Linked DNA regions of Gossypium hirsutum: region 1 is linked to region 2. The links are chromatin contacts, called in public Hi-C maps. All regions are on one chromosome and are shown on one strand. Each heading gives the region's core, a stretch centred on a gene start, on an enhancer-like site or on the middle of the called end of the contact. The rest is flanking DNA. Distances are from core to core; before and after follow the strand shown. Region 1 holds the start of LOC107893142 (probable inactive leucine-rich repeat receptor-like protein kinase At3g03770). Region 2 holds the start of LOC107893131 (transcription factor IIIB 90 kDa subunit).

Region 1 (4,711 bases), core at 1,765-4,264, 160 kb after region 2:
AAAATACAACCAGAAAATAGAACATCATGAAGCTCTTAGGTGGGAAAAATCATTGGAGTAAATCTACTGCTGCAAGACAAATGTTTCAGGTGAAAGTTAAGCATATGACGTACCTGCCCTTGAGAACCTTCACCCATGAAAGCAGTTGTGTCGAAGTTATTCGTAGCATCCTCGAGTTCTTCTAGTGCAAAGGTTCGATAAGGTGGAAGTCCGAGTGCTCCCAGCTTCATTGTTTGAGATATGTACCCTTCAAGTAGCCACAAATTATATTATTAGATTGGAATTGTTGTAGGTAACTAGAGAAAAAGAGACCGAGAGAAGTCTTACTTGCATCGGATAATAACTTGGATGTGTATGCAATTGATGCTTTCTCGGAAATCAATCTTGTAGTAGGTTTATTGATTGTCTTATATGCATTCAATCTCCTAACAAATATGAAAATGAGACCCAGAAGCACTATTCCACCAATGATTCCTCCAGTTATGCCGAATGCAAGAGCAAATTTTGAAGGTTTGGACTTCTTACTATGAGGTAAGATTCCCACAGCTAAGGCTTCATTTCGACAGAAGGGAAGTGGATGTTGGTTTTCTTTTCCGGTTGCGAGGCAATTCTGTGCATACAGGAAAACTCTGTCTTTAGAATCTGAAAGACAACTGGGCAAGAGTCCAGTCAAAAGGTTCGAGGACAAATCCGCAAACTTGAGTTCCACATTGCAACTAGTATTCTCAAATAGCATCCCGGTGAGTTTGTTGTCTGCAATATTCAAGTAGGTAATGGAAGGTAGGGATAACAATGACGAAGGAAATGGCCCAACAAATCGATTGAATGACAGGTCCAGCCATTGAAGTTGGTAAAATGAGTTCAGTTCAGTAGGAATGGCAGATCTGAACCTGTTCTTTCCCAGTACAAGGCGAATCAACTTGTTGCCAAGCCGAGGAAACTGAGGTCCAAAAGCATTATCTTCGAGATCAAGCTCTTGAAGATTTGTCAAACTGCTAAGATCAGGCAGTTCCCCTTGGAAGTGATTATGTGAAAGAGCAAGGACTCTGAGATTCTCCAAAATGCTAAAAGAATCAGGCAAAGAGCCATTGAATGAATTATTCCTCAAACTCAGAACAGCCAAAACCGGAAACGAACCTAGCCATTCAGGTAGCCAACCTGAGAACATGTTATCATCAAGTATGAGTGTCTGGAGCGTAGTTACATCGGAAAGCTCATGAGGGATGGTTCCATATAGTAAATTTGAAGTCATATTAAGTATTTCTAATGATGACAAACGCGCAATTTTACCAGGCAACGGCCCCCATAAACCTAGAGAGACCAATGTAAGGACTCTCAAATCAGGAAGCTTAACAAGTGTTGTGACAAAGGAATCCATGGAAAAGTTACTAGGTAACGAAGGAGTTCCATCGTTTCCAATTACATGCAACTGAGTTATGCTTTCTTCGTAGCATACAACGGTTACTTGGGAGGTAGGTTCGGCATTGCAGAAGTCGACCGAATTATTCCAGCTACTTAAAACATCAGGATAATTCAAAAGCAGCTGAAGTCTTAAAAGGGTATGAGTCTGGGAGGATTGTAGTTGCTCTGATTGATCGATTAAGAGCAAAATTATGCCGAGAACCACGAATGCCTGATACTTGAATCCTTTAGCCATGGGAAGTATATATAGAACCAACACTAAGGGAAAAGCACTGAGCATTCAAGGACACTAGAAAATCAGCATCAGTTGCAGAGATAACATCAATTCAAAATAGTTGTAGCTTGTAACCATCAGTCACTGAAGCTCACATGGAGGAAGCTCTGCAAACAGTATCACAATCGTAACATTGGGAAATGAAATGACCTCAAAAAAAAAAACTGGGATTTGAAGTCTAGCAGAAAATTATCCTTCTAGTAGAGATATTCAGCAGTAAAACACTTCCAACATAATCTAGTCCATAAAAAACTGATTATTTCTGGAGGACTAACTTGTTCAAATTTATTTGTATAAACATGTTTAATGTAGTGGTATTTTAAGTACTATAACTTAGTTTCAGAGATTATAAAAGGAGTACCCCTTGAGAGAGAAGACTGAACAGAATCCTGCTCAACTGGTGGTGCCTTGCAAAAACAGCATCTCTTTCTTCTAAAACTCCTCAATAGGTAGGTGAAGATATATTTAGAGCAGAAATTGCCTGGTGGAGGAGAGCACTTGAGAGTTTTAAACTATTCACAAAGACCAATTTAAGAATTAATAATTATGACTTCAAAATGAAGAAATTCCAAGCCAAAATCCCTAAAAGAATGCTCCCCAGAATATAACTTAACTTCTCAAAGTAAACTTAAATCAAATTCAGAATATGGACTTTCACTTGCATTTCACACTTCACCTGTTCAACCACACTCAACCCAACCAAAATCCCACTTCACTTTGCTTATTATTTTTTAATATTTCAAAACTGTACACCCTCAAAACTCTTCCTTGACCACACAATAAAACAAAGGAAGAAAACCCCAAAAAAAACTTTAACAAATATCAGCCAAACAGTCACTCAGGGGCCTGTGGATCCTATTTGACACATTTTAGAGAATTTCTTGTTTTCCAAAACCTGTGTCAGTTTCAAGCAAAGACAAGAGAGTAACACGGGTTCAAAAGAAACTTCGCAAACAGCCAAAATTTTCACGCCAAGCCTAACCTGTAAATCCTAGGAACCGACATTTCAAATTTTCTTTTTTCAAGGAAAAAAACTAAAAGACACCAACTTGGGAAATTTTCACAAACAAGCTTCATACTCTTTCAAAAGCCTTGTTTTTGTTCCTTCCCCTCAAAGGGTCTAAAGAGAAGCCATAGCTGGACTCAAAACAAAAAAGGAAAAAGGAAAACAAAAGTAAATCCTACAAAAAGATAGAGAAAAAAAGAAAAGAAAAACAAACCCTTTATTCCCCACAACTCAGAATTGCCATGCAAACAAGTTTCGAGTTAATCAAAGTTGTTGGATAATTAATTAAAGGAATTATGTCTTAAACAAAAACACGTTAACCAGCAGATTAGCACTAACATGTAATGTAATGTAAGGTTTCGCTGTCAGGGTGGGGGGTGAAGTTTGGGTTTCAATGGTGTCCTATCATGTATTTTGAGCCATTGGTCCCACTTCTTTTCCATGTTTCAGCCTGTTAACTTTGGCGCCTTTCTTTTCATTTTTTCATTTTTGTTTTTTTCTCTCTCAGCTGCTTCGTCACTGCAGCTTGGACTTTGTCGGTAGTATGGTGTATACCCATTTGCAATGGCTTATGTCGGATCGTATTGTATTTTAAAATGTTTTAAATATCTTCTACTCATGTTTATTCTTTTTATTATTATATTCTTTTTTCTTTCTTTTTTTAAATATAGTTGTTGTTGTAAAATAATTTTCATTTTTTCAATATTAAAACTTCAACAGAAGCAGAAAAGTAAAAATGTCTAATTTTGTTTTCATAGAGTTATTATATATTTTTTTAATAATATTATTATAGGTTTTAATTCTTAGAATTAAGGATACCCTTTTCAACCCATAAATATACTCTTTTTTATATAATACTTAGAATTAAGTATAATCCCTCCTTACCTATAAATAAGTGAATAATGTACTTCCGTGCACTCGAATCCAATTACTCCTGCATTAGTCATAATGTGCATGTTAATATCCAACCCATAACTAGGAGGATAATGTATTTCAGCATATTCAAACTCACTTCTTTCTGTATTGGCAACAATGCTCATGCTAATCGAGCTAAGATTCAATTGACATAAAACTTTTATATTTTAATTTGGCTAATTTTAGTTCTTTAATTTTTTTTTTTAAATTTTGAAATTTTAAATTCTACTATTAGTCTCATAAAATGCACTAGTTGTGTACTTAATGTCTATTCCCCAATTTGATTCATTTCTTTTTGAAAGAGAATTTGATCATTTTTAATTTTTATATTTTTTTTTCAAATTTGAAGTTTCAATTTTGACTCAAACAATGATCGTCAAATTCATTAATTAAAATGACATAGTTTTTTTTCAAGTGATTTATGAAAGGTTTAAGCACATGTACTCTTTATAGATTTAGAATTTAGTCCCTCTAGTTTTAGTTCAAGGTATTTAGTTTATTTATTTTCCATATTTCAAAATTTAAGTTTAATTGTGAACACTGCTAAATTTCTTTTGTTAAATTCAATATTATTACAACTGTAATTTTTTTTATTACATGACTATCAAGCAAATTTTTTTTTTAAATTTCAAAATATTGCACCAATAAGTTTAACAAAATAATTTGAAGGGTAAATTACACCAACAATCACCAAACTTTGGGGTAAATGACAAAACAATCACCTAGGTTTCATTTCAGTCACTTAACTTTCAAAAAGTAACAAAACGGTCACTAACGTTATAAAAAAGTGACAAAACAGTTACTAACTAACAGTTACCGTTAGGGTATTAACGGGATTGTTGATGTGGCAAGTTAACCGCTGATGTGGCAAGTTAACTTGCCACGTTGGCGACGGCTGATGGGTTTGGGACGGGTTTAGGGAAAAAAATTGAAGGGTTAATGGGTTAATGTTTTAGGGTTAGAAACAGATTAGCTCTAGGGGGATTTTGGGGGGGAACGAAAATCTATTTGGGAAATTTTGATCGGGATTTGGGGTTTTTAGGTTTTAAACTAAATTGAAAATTGATTTGGGGTTAGAAATCGGTTCAATAATC
Region 2 (5,055 bases), core at 2,302-4,801:
ACTCTAAAAATTAAGGATAATACACAGAATCAAAATTACTTCTACTAAAATCACACCTGCATCCAGTCTCGTTTCATGCTAGCTAAAATGTCACGTGCAGTTTTAACAACTTCATCATTCCCTTCTGGAATTAAAGCTACAAAGCATATTGGTTATTATGCATGTCTGAGTTCAAAGCACAAACAGCAGGAGCATAGAATCAACTAAAGAATCTCAAGGTATAGAAATTGATTAAACAACTTACCAGTTGTAAATTTATGAATAAATATTGAAGGATCAATTAGTTTCTGAAGATCTTTTCCGTCAGCAAGGTACAGCACATAGCAAAGCTGCAGATATACAGAGCCAAGCTCATAACTGAAGAAGAAACAAAAGAACGTTGACCAAAACAAGAAGAAACTCATCAGGCAAAAACAGAGAGAAAAGTACTACCAAGCAAATTAATTTTGTTTACAAGAGGCAAAAAGGAGGAAAATTCCTTACACATTTATTTTTAAATAATGTGCAAAATCAATAAGAAGGAACGGCTTTCTCTTTTGCCTGCAATCCAAGAACTGTATGGTTGAGGGAAATAGTGCCACAGTTCAAGGAACAAAAAGAACCAAAAAAGTGATAATAAGGAAAATCAAAAGGACAGTAAACCATTCAAGCATGGTATTAATATATATACCTTTGGCAGCACATTTAGCCACCACAAAAATGATGAAATAAAAACACATTGTCCCCTTTTCTTGGGGGGGGGGGGGGCAGGGGGCATAATAAACAAAGTACATTAAAATGTATGCACCTTACAGATTATGGTTTAAAATGCCAATGAATTATGTAGCTCTTCATGGCTCTCTTTCTTTCTCTCTTACTCTCCCTCCCCTAGTGCTCTCTCTCCTGACTCTTTCATACATTGAATGATTTACATATCTCTGAAATGATCTAGTTTTCAAGAAAGTGTAAGGTAATTTGAATATTTGATGTGGGACTCACAAACGCAGCATGAACCTTGTGTTTTTTAAATGGTGAACCACTATCTGGAAGAGATCCCATCCAACCTTTTCCATCCAAATCCCAAACCAGCAATATTCTTTCTGCATTCAAACCCCAGCCACAAACACATCTTTTTACCCAATATCAAGCCCTAAAATACAACTCTTACCCTCAGTTCCTGGTGCAAGCAATCCCAGCCAACAGAAAATCTGTATGAATTACAATATTACCCTCCTTTTCCTTAAGCTTAATTCACACAAGTTCCATGACCAAGAAGCATATATAAGGACATGATAATCTAAAGGCATAAATCCATCCCAAAGAAAATATCCTATGCATATAATATGGAAAAAGTAGCCACTACCGCACAGATTTCAGAAAGTAAGATTCAAAACGAACAAAGATCAAATGCTTCCCATATAAAAGGATAGAACGTAAAGAATCAAACTTGGTATTTTGCAAATGGGAACAAGAGGTTTGAAGTAGTTAAGAATCACTACTGTCTACATGACCCTATATTTTAGTCAAAATTTTGCATTGAGTAACAAATTTCAGACAACAAAATTAAGTAATTTGCAAAAACTAAGGAATATACGTAAGTTCCTATCTGAGACAATAAGTTATGTGTGAAATCTTATTTTTGCAGGTGCCCGTGCATGTAATCAGGCAACAAACCATGTTCAAGTTCAGGCAACAATATTTCCATATAACCACATTACAGATTTAAGAAAGAAGAAATTCCTCACCGCAACAATATACGTAAGTTCCTATCTGAGACAATAAGTTATGTGTGAAATCTTATTTTTGAAGGTGCCCGTGCATGTAATCAGGCAACAAACCATGTTCAAGTTCAGGCAACAATATTTCCATGTAACCACATTACAGATTTAAGAAAGAAGAAATTCCTCACCGACATGCAAGATAAAGACATGCAGCCTGTACTAGCTCTGATCTGCGCCCCCTAGTGAAATTCCGCTCAAGGCCGATCTTCACAATACAGATAAAAATAGCTTAAAATATTGAGGGGGAAAAAACAAAAACGGCAAGCATTGGAATGAAAGTTAGGCAGAACAAGACATACTTCATAAAAGCGTCTAGCAGTATGAACAACATCATCACTATAATCATCAATTTGTAATGCATTCTTCATGCCACTCATTTGCTCAGAAGCTGTATCACCATGAAATTAAAACAAACAACAAGATATTTATAAGTCACATTGTAATAAGCACTGTAATGCTAACACATTATTTAACCATAACAACAAACTGAAATAACACATAAAAGAATATTTGAGCCTGCAATAAAGACGTCAAAAAGTTTTGAAATCAGAACACCCAGAAAGAGCAAATTTGATGAAATGTATCAATAATCCTTTATCAAAAGCCAGAAACATAAAGCTTCTTGCATAGCATAGATGCAACTTAACAAAGCATACCATAATCCAAAGTACGCCTACGTGAATCTGAAATAGCTTGAACAGACCTTACAAAATTTCCGGACAGTTTGCTCTGGAAACAAAGCGAAATGAGCAATAGAAATTAATAGAAATGTGAGTCAGAAACATGAAAGCAAAGATCAAGTTATCAACAAACTAAACAAAGGGAAGCAAAACTTGAACTCCCCAATTCAGCGCACTTCAGTCAATTAAAATACATCCGACACAATGAGATTAGTGACCAATTTCATCTTTTGTTTAATCGTATAGTTAGGAAACCACAAATAGCTAGCAAGACGTAATTGTCTATGCCAACAACAATCAATTTTGCACAAAATTTAGGAAACAATACATATCAACTAGCTTAATCCTAAATCACAACAATTCCACTAGAATTTAGTATTACATAGTTTCAAAATTAAAAATTACATATAAAGAAAGAAACATTACCTGGCCAGCTGAATCTTTAACGAATTGAGGTTCGGTTGCAAAATTGTATTCTTCCAACACCTTCCCGCAAAAAGAACACGACCTACAGTATAAATCAATAATAATGAAAAAGGAAACTGAAATTTTCTCAAAAAAAAAAACAAGCCAACATTGTTTATGAGCAAGAAAATCACTTACAAAAGACCTTCATCAAGGCGTTCTCCAGAAACGTTTCTGGAACAATTATTACAGTAAACCATCCTCCGCAGAATTTAAAATAAATAAATATAGTGCTATTTTATTTCCTTTCCTTCCTTTTTCTCATCAACCAAAGAGAAAAAGTATGAATTTTTCAAAAGAGCGTTATTAATTATACAATTATACAAACTAATTTAGACCAAAAGAGAGCTATAATAATAATTGGAAGAAGAAATTTAAGAAGAAAAGGCCAAAAGAAAAGATCGGAGATTGAGAAGGAGAGGAGAGAGTGACTGAGTCACTGAGTTGGGAGGGGTTGGGGAAAGGAACAGTTAAGAGATGACGTTAGGGTTTAGGGGGAGAGAGACTAAGTAATTTAACCAAAAAATTACTGAAATTAGATAAATTAGGACACTACTCCAAGGTGAGCTTTAGATTTTTCGGAATTTCGGAGCAGAAAACACGGCGCACGTGTTTCTCTAACCCTCAGTTTTACCGTTATCATAAACGGAGGTAACAATTTTGCGCGCCTTATATATATGAGATAACTAGTAATTTCATTAAATCAGTTAAGTAGTAATATACATGGATTTATTTTTAGATGGTTTTTTCATGTAAATCAGTTAGCATTTAGAGTTTAATAATTTAAAGTAAATTTAAATAGTATCATGCTTTTAATACTTTTTTAATACATAAAAAATTATTTAGAGTAATTAAAATCAACTTTACATAATAATATAGCTATTATTTCTGTTTTTGATGACTTACTTATAAAATATTATAGAATGAGATTGAATTATTTGATTTTTGATTGTCACTGATTGTTAAGTCATTAACAGTGGATTTTATGTGCGAATTTTAATTTGCCATCTAATTTCTAGATGATTGACACATAATTTTCATTAATTTTATTTAACAAAATTGTCATAAGCCGAATAGTATACTAGCCCTAAAATCTCCTTTTTAACCCTAAAACAAAGCCATTGAAGACTTGAAGAAAATGGATCCCTCTTCTCAGCTTCCAGACCTTATGTACTCACCCTTCTTCTCCAACCAGTTGTACGAAGGATCAAGAATGCCAAGACCCTTCAATTTCCCGATATCTTGAGAGATGGTTGTGGAGATATTGTTGTGGCCCAAGTTGAAGATAAAGAGATATGGCGGTGTACCCCTCTTATCTCATTAGTAATTGCCCATCCCTGCAATCTGTATGAAACATCATACAACCATTGTTGTTGAATGCGGGCTATGTAAGACCTCCATAGACTTTAGTAGTGAAGTTTTCAAGGGTTCCTGGTGGAAATTTTGTCCAACTGTTGTTCTCTAATTTCTGCAAATTCTAGTAAATTTCTTAGCTTATGGAACTCTTCACTTCCATCATTCTTGATATACGTAAATCTTTTCCCAACAGCGATGACAATGTTAGAAATCCTCAAAAAAACTCTTTTGCATTGGTGATGTACATAACCATCAAGAAAAAAAAAACTAAAACTAATAACACCATAATTGTTTTTAGTGAAAACAAAGTGAATTATTAACACCTTTATGTTCAAAATGAATTTAGACCAAAAAAATTATTTTTAAAATTTTATAATAATTTTTTAAAATACATACCACATCATCAAACTTATCCATGTAGTACGACATGTGTTAGTTTCTCATTGCTTTAAATTAGAGGTGTGCATGGGCCGGGCCGGGCCCATAAAAAATTTCGGCCAGTTTTCTAGGCCCGGGCCAGGCCCGGCCCGAAATATGGGCATGAAAAATTGTCCAAGCCCGGCCCGAAACAAAATTGATAGGCCCGAGCCCGGCCCGGCCCGACCAATATTAATTTTTTTTTCTTATTTCATTAAATAAAAATTTTAAAAATATAATAAATCAAATTCATTTAAAAATATTAAAACAAAAAACAAATAAAAAATGAGACTTGTTTATTTGATAATTTTTTTATATTTTTAGATATTTTACATATGATATATTTTATTTTTATACATTTATCCCTATTTTTATAA

The links. Hi-C and Micro-C count contacts between places; a contact is called where the count stands out from the background.
Region 1: a Hi-C map of leaf shows a contact between it and region 2, with 1.8 times the contacts expected there. The contact joins the promoter of LOC107893142 here to the promoter of LOC107893131 in region 2. A contact is called at or near these places in 2 of 34 Hi-C or Micro-C datasets (both in leaf).

What each region holds. Positions count from the first base shown.
Region 1 is chrA13:101,894,837-101,899,547 of Gossypium_hirsutum_v2.1, forward strand. LOC107893142 (probable inactive leucine-rich repeat receptor-like protein kinase At3g03770) reads right to left here and starts at 3,015. Exons shown (of 9, transcript XM_016818062.2): 1 at 2,058-3,015; 2 at 328-1,803; 3 at 114-247. The coding sequence starts at 1,702.
Region 2 is chrA13:101,736,961-101,742,015 of Gossypium_hirsutum_v2.1, forward strand. LOC107893131 (transcription factor IIIB 90 kDa subunit) reads right to left here and starts at 3,552. Exons shown (of 19, transcript XM_016818052.2): 1 at 3,044-3,552; 2 at 2,867-2,948; 3 at 2,417-2,489; 4 at 2,060-2,148; 5 at 1,889-1,965; 6 at 484-540; 7 at 245-357; 8 at 57-136. The coding sequence starts at 3,105.